Regions from separate parts of the Sus scrofa genome. Here regions 2 and 3 are each linked to region 1. Evidence: chromatin contacts called from public Hi-C and promoter capture Hi-C data. All regions are on one chromosome and are shown on one strand. The core of a region is the stretch at or near the end of the contact, and the rest is flanking DNA. Distances in the headings are between cores, read along the strand shown. Region 1 holds the start of MLLT3 (protein AF-9). Region 2 has its middle 82 kb from the start of TRNAD-GUC. Region 3 holds the start of LOC100155323 (interferon omega-1).

What was found. Promoter capture Hi-C pulls out the DNA fragments that hold promoters and counts their contacts. Hi-C and Micro-C count contacts between places; a contact is called where the count stands out from the background.
Region 2: a Hi-C map of skeletal muscle shows a contact between it and region 1, with 8 times the contacts expected there. The contact joins the enhancer-like site here to the promoter of MLLT3 in region 1. A contact is called at or near these places in 2 of 5 promoter capture datasets (fetal skeletal muscle and liver), 11 of 47 Hi-C or Micro-C datasets (brain, embryonic fibroblasts, epiblast stem cells and 8 more) and 1 of 2 datasets of contacts at active chromatin or transcription factors (skeletal muscle).
Region 3: a contact with region 1 is called in a promoter capture Hi-C map of fetal liver, with 5 times the contacts expected there. The contact joins the promoter of LOC100155323 here to the promoter of MLLT3 in region 1. A contact is called at or near these places in 1 of 5 promoter capture datasets (fetal liver) and 5 of 47 Hi-C or Micro-C datasets (alveolar macrophages, embryonic fibroblasts, epiblast stem cells and 2 more).

What each region holds. Positions count from the first base shown.
Region 1 is chr1:202,314,823-202,319,595 of Sscrofa11.1, reverse strand. MLLT3 (protein AF-9) reads right to left here and starts at 2,138. Exons shown (of 11, transcript XM_013993522.2): 1 at 1,461-2,138. The coding sequence starts at 1,643.
Region 2 is chr1:202,949,710-202,954,482 of Sscrofa11.1, reverse strand. No RefSeq gene overlaps it. Among named protein-coding and RNA genes, the nearest start is that of TRNAD-GUC, 82 kb to the left of the region's middle. Within about 2 kb of position 2,487, at least 24 of the 83 cell types and tissues checked have an H3K27ac peak or open chromatin away from gene starts, as enhancers often do. A contact at or near this core is called in epiblast stem cells, omental adipose tissue and skeletal muscle, where this site is marked.
Region 3 is chr1:201,802,363-201,807,135 of Sscrofa11.1, reverse strand. It overlaps LOC100155323 (interferon omega-1), which reads right to left and starts at 2,257. Exons shown (of 2, transcript XM_003353506.3): 1 at 2,226-2,257; 2 at 1,747-2,224. The coding sequence starts at 2,257. The coding sequence ends at 1,747.

The DNA of each region.
Region 1 (4,773 bases), core at 889-3,388:
CGCCCAGGCTGCTCGCCGCGTCGCCGGACTGTGCCCGCGGCTCCCGGCGGCGGCGGCGGCTGAAATATGGCTGAGTTATTATTCGCCTCCTTCCACCGTGTGTTAGTGTGTGTGTGTGAGTACGCGCGTGTGAGCGAGAGTGCGCTTCTTGCGATTGCAAAGAGAGGCGAGAAGGGAGGGAGGCGCGGAGGGTGGAGGGGCGAGTGTGTGTTAGTGTGTGAGTGTGTATGTGTGTGTGTGTGCGCGCGCGCCGGGGGGGGGGGTTGGAGAGGGAGGGGAGCGGAGGCTGAGGGAGAGGCAGCAGCTCCCTGCAAGCCGTACCAACCTTTCTCTAATTAGGACCGCGGAGCGCTGGCGCTGTCTGGGCTGCGGCGGCGGCGGCGGCGCAGGGCGAGGGAGGAAAGGCGGGGGGGGGCAGTCTTTTATTATTATTTTTGCATGTACTTACCGAGCTAGCCATGCCTGGGGGCCCGGAGGTTTGCTGGGGTGTTGTGTGCTACCCCCCTCCCCCGCCCCCTTCAGCTGTAATTCATGAAGAGGCTGCTATGAATGAGAGCGCGCCCAGGAGCGGAGGGTAGATGGCGGACATTCTCTGCCTTTTTCCCCCCGCGTTCGCTTGCTCGCTCGCTCGCTTATTACACTCAGCCCTAAAAGCAAAAGCAGCAGCAGCAGCAGCAGCTCCAGGGCCGGAGGATGAGATTCCGGAGCATGCGCTGTGGCGCCTGACACCGGGGCTCTGAGCCTCAAGGGGCGGAGGGAGGGCGCGCGGGCGGGGCGGAGCGCGCGGGGAGGCAGAGCGAGCAAGCAAGGGGGAGCTCGAAAGAGCCAATCACCGGCCACCTCCCGAAGCCCTGGCGGCCAGCACCGCCACACTGGAACGCCTCGCTTAAAGTAACAGGTTCCTGCTGGGGGTGGGGAGAAGGGCGGGGAGGGGACGCTGGGGTGGGGAGAGCAGCCAGCTGGGGAACCATCCCAGCCCCTGTGTAAACTCCTCTCGCCCTACAATAAAAAACGGATTAAAACTGCTGGAATGTAGCCACTGCCTAGAGCCCCCAGCCTCCCGAGAAGGGGCGTTAAATCAAGTCTTTGGCGTTAGTTAGCACGCTCGGGGAAGGGAAGGGGGTTTCTTTTACTTTCCACCACATCTTTTTATGGTTTTGTGCTGAAACGGCAAGAAATTACACCCAAACAAACTTATTTAAAGACAGAGCGAGAGAAATGCCATCCTGCAAACAAGCGTCTAAAAGCAATCGCTGAGACAGTTATAACCGGCAACAATTCCCTGGCCCCCTTCCCTATCCACTCACCCCCTCCCTTCCTGCACCGCCATCGACAATTTTAAAATGAACAAGCCAGAGAAACAAGACGGCAATTTCCTTCCCAGGGACCGCCTCCCGCGTTGGTAATCCCCGGCTGGAAGGCATAACAAAGCAGTGCCCAGGTGAAGGTGAGATAGATACCTGGGAGTGCTGCTGGGTGCAGACCCGCGGGGACCAGGCTAGGAGTTGTTTTCTTGGGGAGGTTGCCCCTCCTGACAGCCTGCTGGGTTGCATCAGAACGTGGAAGATTGTCCTCTGAGAACGCCAGGGACAACTGGGAGTCTTAAAATAGCAGATAAAGTTAATACTGACTGTAATGGGCATAAATTGGATTATAATCTTTAGGCGAATTGGTGACAGACAGCGTAATCCATCTCCGGGTATTAATCCTGTTAGGTTCCCGAGTGACAACCAGTCGCTGGAGTGTTCCCAAAGTCGCGCTCCTGCGATGCTTCTCACTTGGGTTGAACTTGCTCTCAGTGGCGGGGGATAGAACAGCGCAGCCACGCGTGGGGCGGAGTAGGAGTACTAACTAGCTTCCTTTAGCAGCGCAGACAACCTTTACAAAGGAAACGGATAAGATCTAGACAATTGATTTGAAAGTGAAAGATAGCTGTAACTTCGGTTCGTTAAAGAAAGATCCCTGCATCTTCCTATAGCCCACATTCCTTTTTTGCTCTTCTTTTCTTCCCTTTTTCCCTCATCTCCTTCTTTCTCAGTCTTTCCTTTGGCTTTATTCTCTTCTACCTGCCTTCTTTATCTGCCCTGTCTTGCATTTTTTGGCTCAACTTTCTTGCTTTCTTCTTTTCCTTTTTCTTAAAACCACCAAAACAAGTTGTATGGGCCATTGAATTAAAGGGAGCAAGCACAATAGGGGGAAAGAGGTTAGCCGGGGCACCTGGGATCCTTAATGTTAATTTTTCAGTTCTCCCAGCTGCTCACAGGGAGCTAATCGGAATCAGATCTGACCGGTTCGGACCAATTTTAATTTACAATCCAAGCCTCCGGCTTCAGTGCGTTGAACCCCTAAAACTGATGCTCTCCTCTCCCCCAGTTACAACCAAGAAAACCTCTTCTGCTTTAGGACCCTAATTCCTCCCACCCTTCTATTGGATTTAGCATGTAATGTAGAAAACAGCTGAGGATAGAAACATTTTAGTCCAAGGCCAAAAGCTTAAACTTCTCTTAGATTTCTTAGACCCACATGTACATATATGCATAATATTTTTTAGGTGTATGTGTGTCTGTGTGTGTATACGGACTAAGTTTACACACACATAGACAAGCTGTATGTTAGGGTCTACGTGAAGAGTGGACGTACTTGCTATGCATTATTGCATTTTTAGATAGAATAATCAAATTAGAAGTCCTTTGGAGTCGTAAGATAGGAAAGTGATTGTTATCTGGATGTGCCATTAATAAGGCCACTTTCTGGAAGGTGGCAACCATGAGGCAACGAGTCTAGCTTAGCACGCAGGTAAAAAACAACAATCCATTCTTCCTTTGAGTTGACTTCAGGGCTTGGCTAACTTCTAGCAACACCAACCGGGCTGTCTTGGAATTTTCTCTGTAACTTGTACTCGCAATGAGGGAAGAATGTCTCCTTTCGGAATTATGTGTCTGCTGAATAAGATTTATTCCAGGAATCACAAGTAAACCATGGGATCAAAGAAAGGTTCTTTTCCCATTATTCCTCCTTTCTCAAAGAATGCTTTTAAAAACCTTTAGGGGTAATTCTTTCTCCAGACCCTGGAAAAATAGATTCTGTCAGTAGATGGCGCACGGAGCCCTTCCACGGACGTCCTTACGTGACCTCGTTAAAACAAAAAAGACCAAGACCGGAGGGAAAAGAAAAGGCAATCCTGAATACTGAGATTCAACTTTTGGGCAAAAGAATTTATGTCAATCTTTCAATATATTATTTATAACATAATCTAATAAACTATTAATTAAAAGCAATCAAAACAGAAAAAACAGCAGATTAATTTTCTATCCATCATACCTGAAGATCTTTGCACTTTAGGTGAAGTACAACAAGCATGAAACAACCCTTTGGGTTCTTGACGATTTAATTACAGAAAATATTTTGCAAATAAATTTTGAGACAAACTTTTTCCAAAAAAAAAAAATTAAATGGAAGTGATGAGAGATAAAAACCATTTATTTCTTCAAAAAGCAATTATCTTACCAAAATTCATACTGTAGTACTTAGCATATTGTGAGGCACCATAGGGTTAGTTTTTGAGAAGCAGAAAAGAAAAGCAATTGACATTATCATATCGAATAAAATGGTTGATGAAGTGTAAAAAGGGACGCATGGGAATGGTGTCTGGGACTGGTTTTTAACTCCTGATCACCGTCATTGCCATTGCCTCCCTACCCTACCACCATCGTTTAGGCTCCAGCCCTTTTGTTTGTAATTAGTTTGTTTAGTTTAGCAGTTGAGGCCAGTTTGAATATTTCTAGTACAACGTAACTCCTTTAAAGAATGATTAGTGTCAAAGAGCAGCGGTTGCTTCTTATAGAACTTTACCTATTTGTTGTGATAGCTTATTGATACATGAACTCAAATAAATCAATAAGAATTAACCATTGCTTATTCTTTTGGATTTTTTGGGGAAAGGAAGAAGATGTGTGGGAAAAAAAATAATGGGGCAAATATAACTAAACATCTTGCAAATATTACACTCAGAATAATTAAGGATTTTTTTCCCATAATACTGCACTTTTTCTGTATGCTTTACCCATGTGTTCATTCACCAAAATATTTCTCCCATTCCATGTGCCAGGCACAGAGTTAGGCTCTAAGAATATGAGAATGACAGGGTTCCTGCTGTCACAGAAGGAAAAGGCCCAAGGGAGATGTTTTACCAGAGCCTTTTAAAAAAAAATTTTATAATGCCTAAATTTGGGATAGAGACAGGTGTCACACCTAAGCAAGCAGCATGCAAATTTGACAGGAACAGCCCAAGGATAAGAAAAACAGTGGGACAGATTAGAAGCCCAGAGGCGTTGCCTTCAATTCTACCTTTCAATGATTAAAATAAGGTGGGAGGGGAGTAATATCTTTTTTTGCAACCACAGCCAAGTTCTAATTTCTTTTTCCTTGACCTGAAGTGTTTTCTATGTTCATCTTATTGCAGCTCTTTTAAAGAAAAAAAAAACTCACAATGAAAGAAAGCTTACTAAGCCTTTTCAAGATCATGAGCATATTTTCTCATTTGAGACCATCCCTCTGTTTCTTATGGAAATTTTTGGTTCAAAATGTTCTAACATTATGTTTAATTCACAGTTCTAGATAGAGTGTATTGGGAACCCCTGAATAGTACAAATCATTACCTCTTTGAAAAAACAATTGCTTTGATACTCACTTAAGCGCCTAGTCCAGGACTATTTCCAGAGGTAAGAAATACACAAAGCTTTTTTAACCACCAGAGCCTCTTCATGTGTAAAT
Region 2 (4,773 bases), core at 1,238-3,737, 630 kb before region 1:
GTGGGTGACAAGGGTCATGAACAAAAACATGACATTTTGCTCATTTTGTTTTATCACAATCATCCTTTAAGGAATGGGAGACACACCCAGGATGCTCAGGTGATGGGGTTATTGTTAAGGAAAATGAAATGGCGGAGAGTGGCCAGTACATCCTGTCAGCCAGCTGAACTGAGATGTGAAAGGTCATTTAGAGTGGCTGTATTATTGTGTCATCTACACCCGCACAACTCAGTCGCTCCCTTCCTAAGAGCTCTGCCATTATGGCTGCTTTCTGGGTACTCTGCCACTCAGTTCTTTCGCTGTTACTAGGTGCCTTACTCTTGCTCCTCACCTCTCCATGGCTTATTCTCCCTGTGGCTTCTAGAATATTGTCTCAATGAAGTTTCCATCACTGCTTTAGATAGCTGTCTACTGTGGTAACAGGAAACTTGGTGCTTCCAGACATATTCCCAGCAGAAGCTGCTGAGGGCGCCTTCCTTGTTAACTTTGATTATTATCCGTGATCCTGGGGCACCTGGGAATGAGAGTGGGAGGGGGAGTGACTCACCTCTCTGCTGATTTTAAGGTTTGTGCTGTAGCAGATTCTATTACCATCCAGTTTGGGGCTGAAATTTTAGAAGACAGATTTATGAGAACCCACATTAAATGCTACATGAATCTAATCATCTATCGCAGGCATTGCTGCTTCAGAAAGGAGGTCTTTTCCCAACTGATTCCTACCCAAGAGCCCACAGGGATCCGATGTCATCTGCACAGATAAATACTTTTCATTGCCTGCACAAGTTAATTTCCTAAGGTTGGGCCCTGGGTGAATAAATGGGGAGAAAAAAAGAAAATCTGAGGGGAAATAAAACACAAAACAAAGTGAAATACTTTCTCAACCTAAGCGACTTCCAAACTCCTTAACATCTTCCTTCTTGCCTGTCTGCGTGAGGGTCTATTGTCTTCCCTGTAATTGCTATCCTTGAGCTCATTTGACTCCTAAAGCTAAGAATCAGCCCTTTGAATTTAGTACAGACAGAGCCAAAACAGCTTGTCTGACAATACTGTGCTAAGTGCTCAGGAGGTCAGGCTTCAAGTGGAGTCAATTACCACCAGGTCTTTGGCCCCAGAGCAAGCCCATACATCTAACTGGAAGTTTCTGTAGAACCCTTAGACTTTCAGCTCCAAAGTGGAGTATAGCTTGCCTCTCACAAAGGATCATACATTATCACCCCGAGAATGACCAGTAACCTCACAGACTTTGTGTGGATATTCTGTGGAACAAACATTGGACATTCTCTGTATGGACAGATTTAGACTGCACCTTTACTTGTCAGTGTCAAAAATGTATACATTTATAGTGATCAGGAAAGAATGCAGAGAAGCCTAGAGAAAGCAGATGACGGCTTAGATCAATGATTGTTTATTCTGTGTATATATAGGCACGCAGAAGCAGAATTTTGAGAGGTTGTATATATTTTTTGTTATACCCTAGAATCTAAAACATGTAACAATTTGGGTCATGGACAGATATCAAAGTCTGTGGCAAACAATCATTCAGTTACATATGGGTATTCATATAAAAGTTTAACTATGTACCTTTGTATTTAACTCCTAATATCTTAGTTCTCACAGCAGAAAAGCTCTACATTTCATAGTATTACTTCATCAGTGAACACTAGTATTAAGACTTTATTATTGGAAACCTCAAATATTTTGTATTTGGGAAAGGGGAAAATCTTGCAGGAAAAGATTGCTAGATCCTACATTATGTATTTTTCAAAAGAAAGTTAATCATTAGATGGGGGTAAGACCTGGGGTCCCCCCAACCAAGGAGTGGATTCTGGCCAACAAATCCATGTAACATCATCCTTCCTCTCCAAAACTTAAGAATATTTGGCTTCTGGATAGTGTTGGAGAACAGAAGTAACAAATAGCCTTTATTAATAGAAAACTGGCTTTTCCTGAGGGAGATTTAAATGTGCTCTACACATGTGAATCCTTTTAAAGAAATTGCTCAGGGCTGGGGAATTTCCAATACCAATCTTCCTTAACCGGCAGATTGAGCAAGATGCACAGCTGTTCTTTAACCGCACAGCATTTCGAATCTAAACAAACACGCTCTTCCACGAAGAGTCTGCTCTGCTGGTCGTGATTTTGGCTTAAGTTAACCTTTATGTTGCTGAGCCTGTCTTCTCTTGAGTCCAGGAGATAGCCATCTCCGGCGGCACCACGATCACCCCGCAGCAGCCAGCACGGCAGTCACACATCATGGCCACTAGATGGCGAGAGGGGACTGAGTTGGGGCGGCTTCTTTCGCTCTGCTTCGGGAGGAACACTTTTGTTTCTCTCCTTTTTCTTCCTGCCCCTTTGTTTAACTTCACCATTTTCTGGCTAGCTTTCTCTCCACTGTAACGCTGTGGTTACGTCGTGGCTTGCTTTTCAGCACCTCTGTTCTAGGACAGCCAGCCTGGCCGCTTCCTGTTTGTGGCCGTGTGGGCTAGGCGCCCACAGGGCTCTTAGGATAAACCATGCTCTCTCGTGCCCAAGTAGGCATTCGCTCCCAGAGTCTTCGTACAGTTCTTTTCATTTATCACCCAAAACCTGGCCAGGTGTCTCTATCTCAGATTGGGTCTACTGCTCTGCTCTGCCTAACTTGTGGGTGAGGGGTGGTGGGGAGTAGTGCTGTTTATTCAGGTATTACCAAAAGGAAAAAAAAAAAAGCAGCTTCAGACCATGTGGATCAGACTATTCTAAGCCTGTGACAGGGATTGGAAAAAAAAGAAAATTCTGTTGAAGGTTTGCAGACCAAACAGACCTCAGACCTGCCACATCTCCATAATATACTGGAATTGGCCTTTCATCCAAGGGACCCAGAAAGGAATTCAGAGGGGCTGGAGAAAGCAAGCTGCTGTGATAGCTCTTTAAAAAAGAACATTCTGAAGAACATGTGAGTTTTATTTTATAAATGACTTAATATCTGAAAAACCAAACCAAATGCTGAATTGCAGACCTGCCAAAACTGGGGCAAGTAGCTGCCAGGCCTTTGCCACCCCAGTGGAGAGCAGTGGGAGAGGATTCCTAGAAGGGGGGTGGCAGCGGAGGTGGGGTCTTCCAGGCCTCTTTTCATAAGTTAGAAGTCAATGTCCCCCTTAATGGGGGGGGCAACTCCCATTAATGTTAAAGGGATTTATGCTCATGAAGAACAAGAGTGGGGAAGACTACAGGACGATTCCCTAGTGGGGTGCTTCCATGCTGGTGGAAGAAGGTCGGGGTTCTCTCTTCCAGTTGGACCTGCCAGAGCGCCAGGGAGCATCACGTCAGAAAGGACCTTAACAGGTAGCCTTTATCAGCCCCTCCACCACGTGAGGCCCCTTGCAGTATTTGGCCCATATAAAGTGTATCTTAGTGGTTATTATTGTTATTCATTTGGACCTGTATCGGCAGCCTATTCACATCAGGCAGAATTTACTTTTGAGGAAACATACCTAAGTGCCATGATGGAAACTTTTCAAAATGAAAACCCAAGCAGGTGTGAAATGAAAATTCCTGTCCTTTCCAACATGCTCCCCTACAACCCCAGATCCACCCCCAGACAGACAGACAGACAGACACACACACACACAATCAGATAGGCCACGTTTCTCAGCCTACCTCTTCTTTTCCTCTGTGGCAGCAGTGTGATTTATGGTCCTGAGGGGAGAGCTGACCAAACTCAGTTGTTTCAGCTGACCTTCCCTGTGAGTTTTCAGGTTGAAGTGAAATCCAATGGGGTGTGAACGAAACTCAAGAGTATCTTCTGAAAAGCCCAGTGGCGTTGAGCTCAGTAAAGGAATCAAACCAAACCAAACCCTCCCTCTTGCTCAGTGCTCCTGCAGCTCACAAAGAATGAAACACTCCATGAGGAAGGAACATGAGCTCCATAAAGAAGGGGCTGCCACCCCCAGCTGGGAGGAGCAAAGGCAGCATTTTTCCAGCAGCAGCAGCAAACCTTTTCCTCACCCCTGCAGCTGGTCTAGTGCCAATGCCTTCAGAAGCTGGGCATCTTTTGTCTTGGAACCCCAAAGAGCTGGTTACACTGAGAAAGTGAGGCTTTGCTGGGAGAATCACAGAGGCATGATCAGGTTTTCCTCCCCCAAGGAAGTAGGTTCTAGCTCTTTACAAACTATTGATACCTTCTAAAATGAAAAGCTTTGGCACATTGAGAGTTTGGGCTAAGGCATGGAGATCTAGAAGCTTTTTCTTAAAAGGGGATCTTTAGTGTCTCTGAAAAGCCAGCATGGTTTCTAGGAGATTCTGAAATGATGTTCTTAAGTCAGAACTAGAGTTTAAAAAAATGGAGAAAATTCTGGTCAGTGTAGGAAGGGAAAAGCATGAGCTTCGAAGCCAGAGATAGTCCCGGCTCACATCCTTCATAGCTGAATGACCTTGAGAAAGTCATTAAATCCACTCTTTATTTGACCCTGCTTACCTCATATTCTACTCAAAAGACTTTAATGAGAACTAGGGTTTATAAAAATTATCAAAATTGAGCGTTCAACACGTAGTTTCATTTAATCTTCAGAACACTTTTATAAGGTGGATCTCAAAACAGCACCTAAAACATTGACCAGCTTAAACTGGTTTTACCTCCTTAAATAGGTTTTTGATTAGTCAAATTAGGAGTTATTTATAGAGACAGCACTGTGCATGTGCAAGACTGGAACGTGTGTCTCTAGGATGACCACAGCACCCAGAATCTTTAGCCTATGGAACTCAAAGAATAGAAGTGTTGTCAACTGAGCCCTTCAT
Region 3 (4,773 bases), core at 1,008-3,507, 510 kb after region 1:
GGGCATTTTGAAGGTCATTGCTGCTATGGTTAGTGATGTGCTTCCTGTAGAACCAGATGGTGGGTGATCATTTTTAGTCCACCAGTTCGTGGTATGACTCAAAGTTCTTTTTTGTTCTGTACTGGTAGAGATTTGTCCAAGCTCCATTTATTGAAAAGGCTATTCCAAATTCCGCTGCAATTAACTGACACAATAATAACGAATGGGTTGATAATACTTGGATAGGCCCATTCTCTATTCTGCACCATTATTCTCTATTTGTTATTCTCACATCACCACTGTTATATTATAGCTTTAAAGTAATTATTGCAGTTTGGCCTATACTTCTGATTGACAAAGAGGGGAGAGAGCAGAGTGCAATCTTTAAAAAAAAAATAACAAAGACAAAAAAAGCAAAGACAAAACCGGTCAGATCCAACTAGGTTCAAGACAGTGAAATGTTCAACTCCCAGCAGACCTTGATCCTCATTACATGCTCATTGTAATACATTAGCTAAGTGCATGTCTGCAGGTGCCATGACAGTTCTGAGGCCAACCATAAAAGACCTAAAAGTGGGCAGTGGCCCAATTCTTAGAATTCCCCACCCCTTCCTGCAATCATTGGAATAATCCCTCAACTCATTAGCCTATGAAATTACACAGGCATTAAACTAACCACCCCATATATTGGAACCATACTCTCACCTTTTGAGATGGGTGGTGATGTCTGTATGGAATGAGTATCTTCTAGGCCACCTGCCCTTCTGAGATGCCCCACACTCTCTCTCTGAATAAATATACTTCTTATCTATCACTGTGCCTCTTGCTGAATTCCTTCTGCACTGGGACTGAACTGCAGTAAGTCCTGAGTCCAGGTGTGTAATTTTAATTAAAAGACAGTGGGTTCAAGTCCCTATCTGAGTCTTGCCCGGGTTAGAGGAGCAGCCCCTTGGTTCAAGACCCAGACTGAGTTGTGCTGTTTCACAATGACTAGCTCTAAATTAGAGGTTCCCATGACCCCCTCCCAGGGTGGTGGTAATTTGCTAGAGCAGCTCACAGGACTTAGGGAAACATCTCACTTACTAGATCATTGATTTATTATAAAAGACTATACCTCAGGATCAGCCAGCTGGAAAGGATGCTGAGGGCCAAGTATGGGGAATGGGCCAGGAACTTCCATGCCCTCTCCAGGCTCCCTACTCTGCACAAATCTCAATATGTTCACCAAACTAGAAGTTCATTGACAAATGGAAGACAAATTGGGGATCACATGTCAATGATGTAAAAGTCCACAAAAGACAGGGTACCCCTGTCCTGAATCACTCTCTGGAGGAGAGGAAAGCAAAAGTTTCTCATGATCACAAATGCCTGCTTGGTGCTCTTAAAAGAAGGAAAGATAAATTTCTGTTAGGATCAAATTCCTGACAGTTTTCTTTTTACCTAGCATTAGGGTAACTGCCAAATATCTTTAACAGCAGACTGTCCTTTCCAAAAGAAAGAAACTTCATATGTTGAAAATAGCAAATAACCTTCCCAAACTTCCCCAGATCTTTTTAATTATGTTATGCAATTATTGATACCAGTAAAGAGGTTGCATTTTTCTATCTAAATGTATTTTGTAAAAGCAGAGATTTGAGAAATTTCTCAGCTTGTGAGGAAACATGGGTTGAGAATGCTTTGGAGAGCGAAGCAAACAGTAACACAATTGATTAGAGAGGGACATAATTATAAAAATATTTTTATTTGTTGACAGTTCTTTGAAGATTCTTACATGAGGGAAAGGCACCTTTTAATTTCCACTCTGACAACCTCCCAGGCACAGGGGCTGTATTTCTTGTCTTTCAGATAGTCATGCATTCTTTGGAAATATCTTTGAACAACAATCGCCAAAGAGGGACAAGCCAGATTGTCTTCTTCCATTTGCTTCCCCAGTTGTTCCAGGCTGTGATCAAGGCTAGAGAGTAGTTGATCAAGGAGGGCGTTGTTCCAAGCGGTTCGGCTGCCCTCCGTTTTGAGGAGGTTGACCATCTGCTGGAACATAAGATGATGGTAACACGTCCCTTAAGTCATCTGGATTTGCGTGATATTCTCTCTTTTCCAAGGAAGTTGGAATTCAGTTCTGTCCTTTAGTCATGTCAGAGAGGGGATCCTTTTCATCTTCTTCAAATATGTGGAGATTTCTGTCTTTTCTTGGCTAGGGATCCCAGACAAGTTCTGGCTAAGAGAGTGAGCAGGGATGGAGCAGAACTCCTGCCACTAGCAAATAGATCTGGGCCATTGAGAATGTCAGTGGTTCTCTGGAAGGCCGCCAGGGGGCGCGCGGACACCCCCTAAACAATTAGCACAAAGTGGCTTCTCAGGGTGGTAAGACAGAGTGCTGCTGTAGGTGGCCTCAAGAGGGCACAGGATAGGTTCTTTGTTGGATAAAGGCTGACTGGAGTTGACCTCTTCAGTGATCCCTGCAGCAGGAGAACCAAGGCTCTGAGGCCTGAGCAACTTGGTGCTGCCTTTAATAGTGCGCTGAACTCCTGAGCGACTTAGGACATCACCGACTTCCCAGTTTGCAGGAGTGTGGAGCAAAGTGTCCTCCTCTCCTCACCAGGCAAGTTTATACTGATTTAAGCGTGCACGTAAAAAGACGCCAAGGCACCTGAAACCTTCCTTTTCTGGTTCTGAGTGTTGAGGGATTTTTTTTGTCTCACATTGGTCCGGGGCGTTTTTGCCTGGTAAGGGAGGGGAACCTTGGCATTCTCTGGGCTTTCCCCTGAGTTTTGTGCTGTAATTTCTCACAGAAACTTTAGCAAGGCCATTTTTAGGAAAGAATCTCTTTTCTGACGGGTCTGAGGCTGGGAATTAGAGCCAGATTATAGTGGATTTTACAGATTGGAGCAATGCAGGGACAGCTCAGAGAAAGGGGGTTGCAGCAGGAATGGGATGACTGGGCAGTGTTGGGGTTGTCCTGGGAATGAGTTGGGGTGTGGTCACCACTGGGGCCAGAGGACAGGGAAGCTGTGCTCCTGGATGCCCTGTGACTTCGTGGTGTCTTTCAAGGCTATAGCTTTAAAGTGGAGGAGAAAGAACTGAAGAACTGAAAAGTAGGAATATGATTCAAACTCACCTCATTTTATAATTTACATTTTACTTAACTTTATCTTTTATTTAATTCATATTCTATTCCACTTCAATGTTTTTAATATTTTATACTTTTACAATGTATTTGTTAAAATATTTGAAACATTAAGTGTAGAATATTAAGATATATCTTAATATTGAAACATAGTATTTTAATCAACTTTAACCTCTATTTTCTTTACATTAATACAGGTATTTCATATCATTTTTACATTTGTAACTTTAATGGAAGCAAAGCCAGTTATATTTTCAAGATTACTCCTTACTTGTTTTTAATTGAGGGAATTCCCATGTTTGATCATTTTCTAATGACTCTGTGACAGTCTTAAGTAATTTTTTACTCCCAGGCCTGCACTGTCACTCCCAGGACCACACCTTGAATTTTTTCTTAGAAATAAGAGTTGGCATGTACACAAAATTGAGGACATTTCGTAGGTCAGAGTTTTTCGTTTTCTCTAGTAAGAATTTTATAAACTCAGTAGAATTTGCCCTAATTTCCTTTGCATTGTGAAGGCTTCCTTTGTAAGATTCTTAGGAACAAGCAAATGTAGGGTGACTCCATTTCTTTATTGAAAATTTTGATATTTCATTCCTTGTGCATGTTTTGATATTCATTTTCAATATTACACTAAAACATTCTTTATCTTGACGACTTAGATTTGTACCTCCATCCATTCCTGCTTAAAGGAAATATTCCCTTCCTTTACCCTATTACTGAGGCAGGACCTAGGTGGGCTCCAGGATAGACATTTACGAAGAGCCACATCTCTATACTTTAAGATAGAAATCACATCAGGTGCAAAGAGAATAACTGGACTCTGTCTTGTGTGGACACATGAAGTAATGGTAATGACAAGAGCAGAGAGTGTCTCAGCCCTGCTTGGGCAAAAGACCAGGAGGTCCCATACTTCCCATCCTCAGGGAGAAGGAGGCCCTAACTTCACATGCCCAAAAAGACCCTCTGAGTCAAAAAAACGAGGGGGTGCCAGGCCATAATAAATCCTGATACCGTCACATAATACTTTGATCTGGAATCCCTCTTGGCCAAAAGATGTGAAGGCAAGATGGGAGGGCCCTGGGTCCAGACAGATATGAGAAATAACACAAGAGAATTGGCTAAAGGGAAACAAAGTCCTTGAAGAACTGCATTATATAAGTGATTTACATCACCTCTCTGGCATGCTCCTCATTTAGGGGGACACCCACACCCACATTCCTCCTTTGGGTGTGTATTACTGCTTTGCTTCTGCCTTAGGTAAATGGATGACTTCTCTGTGTCCTCTCCCACATGTTGTACTTACTGTGTTTCTAACAACTCTCTACCTGTTTTGACAGTCTTTGCCTCCTTGAAACATTCTTGCTTTCAGCAGGGGGTAAGAATCAGGAAGGTTCTGCTTTTAGCCTCTCTCTAGTCTAGTGCATAGGATTCCGGATTTTCACCCCGGCTACCCAGATTAAATTCCTGAGCAGAGATGTAGGTCTCCTTCAAGCTGTCCCTCACTGCTGTCTCTCTCAGGTCACTTGGTGCCGAAACCCAGAAACTTCAAGGTAAATGGCACATCTCACCCAGCTGCCTGTGGCCTGAGACCTCCTGGCTTTTCTCTAACTCTCTCTCTCTCTCCTTCTTTCTCCTGCTGTCACATGTACTCCTGCCTCTCACTC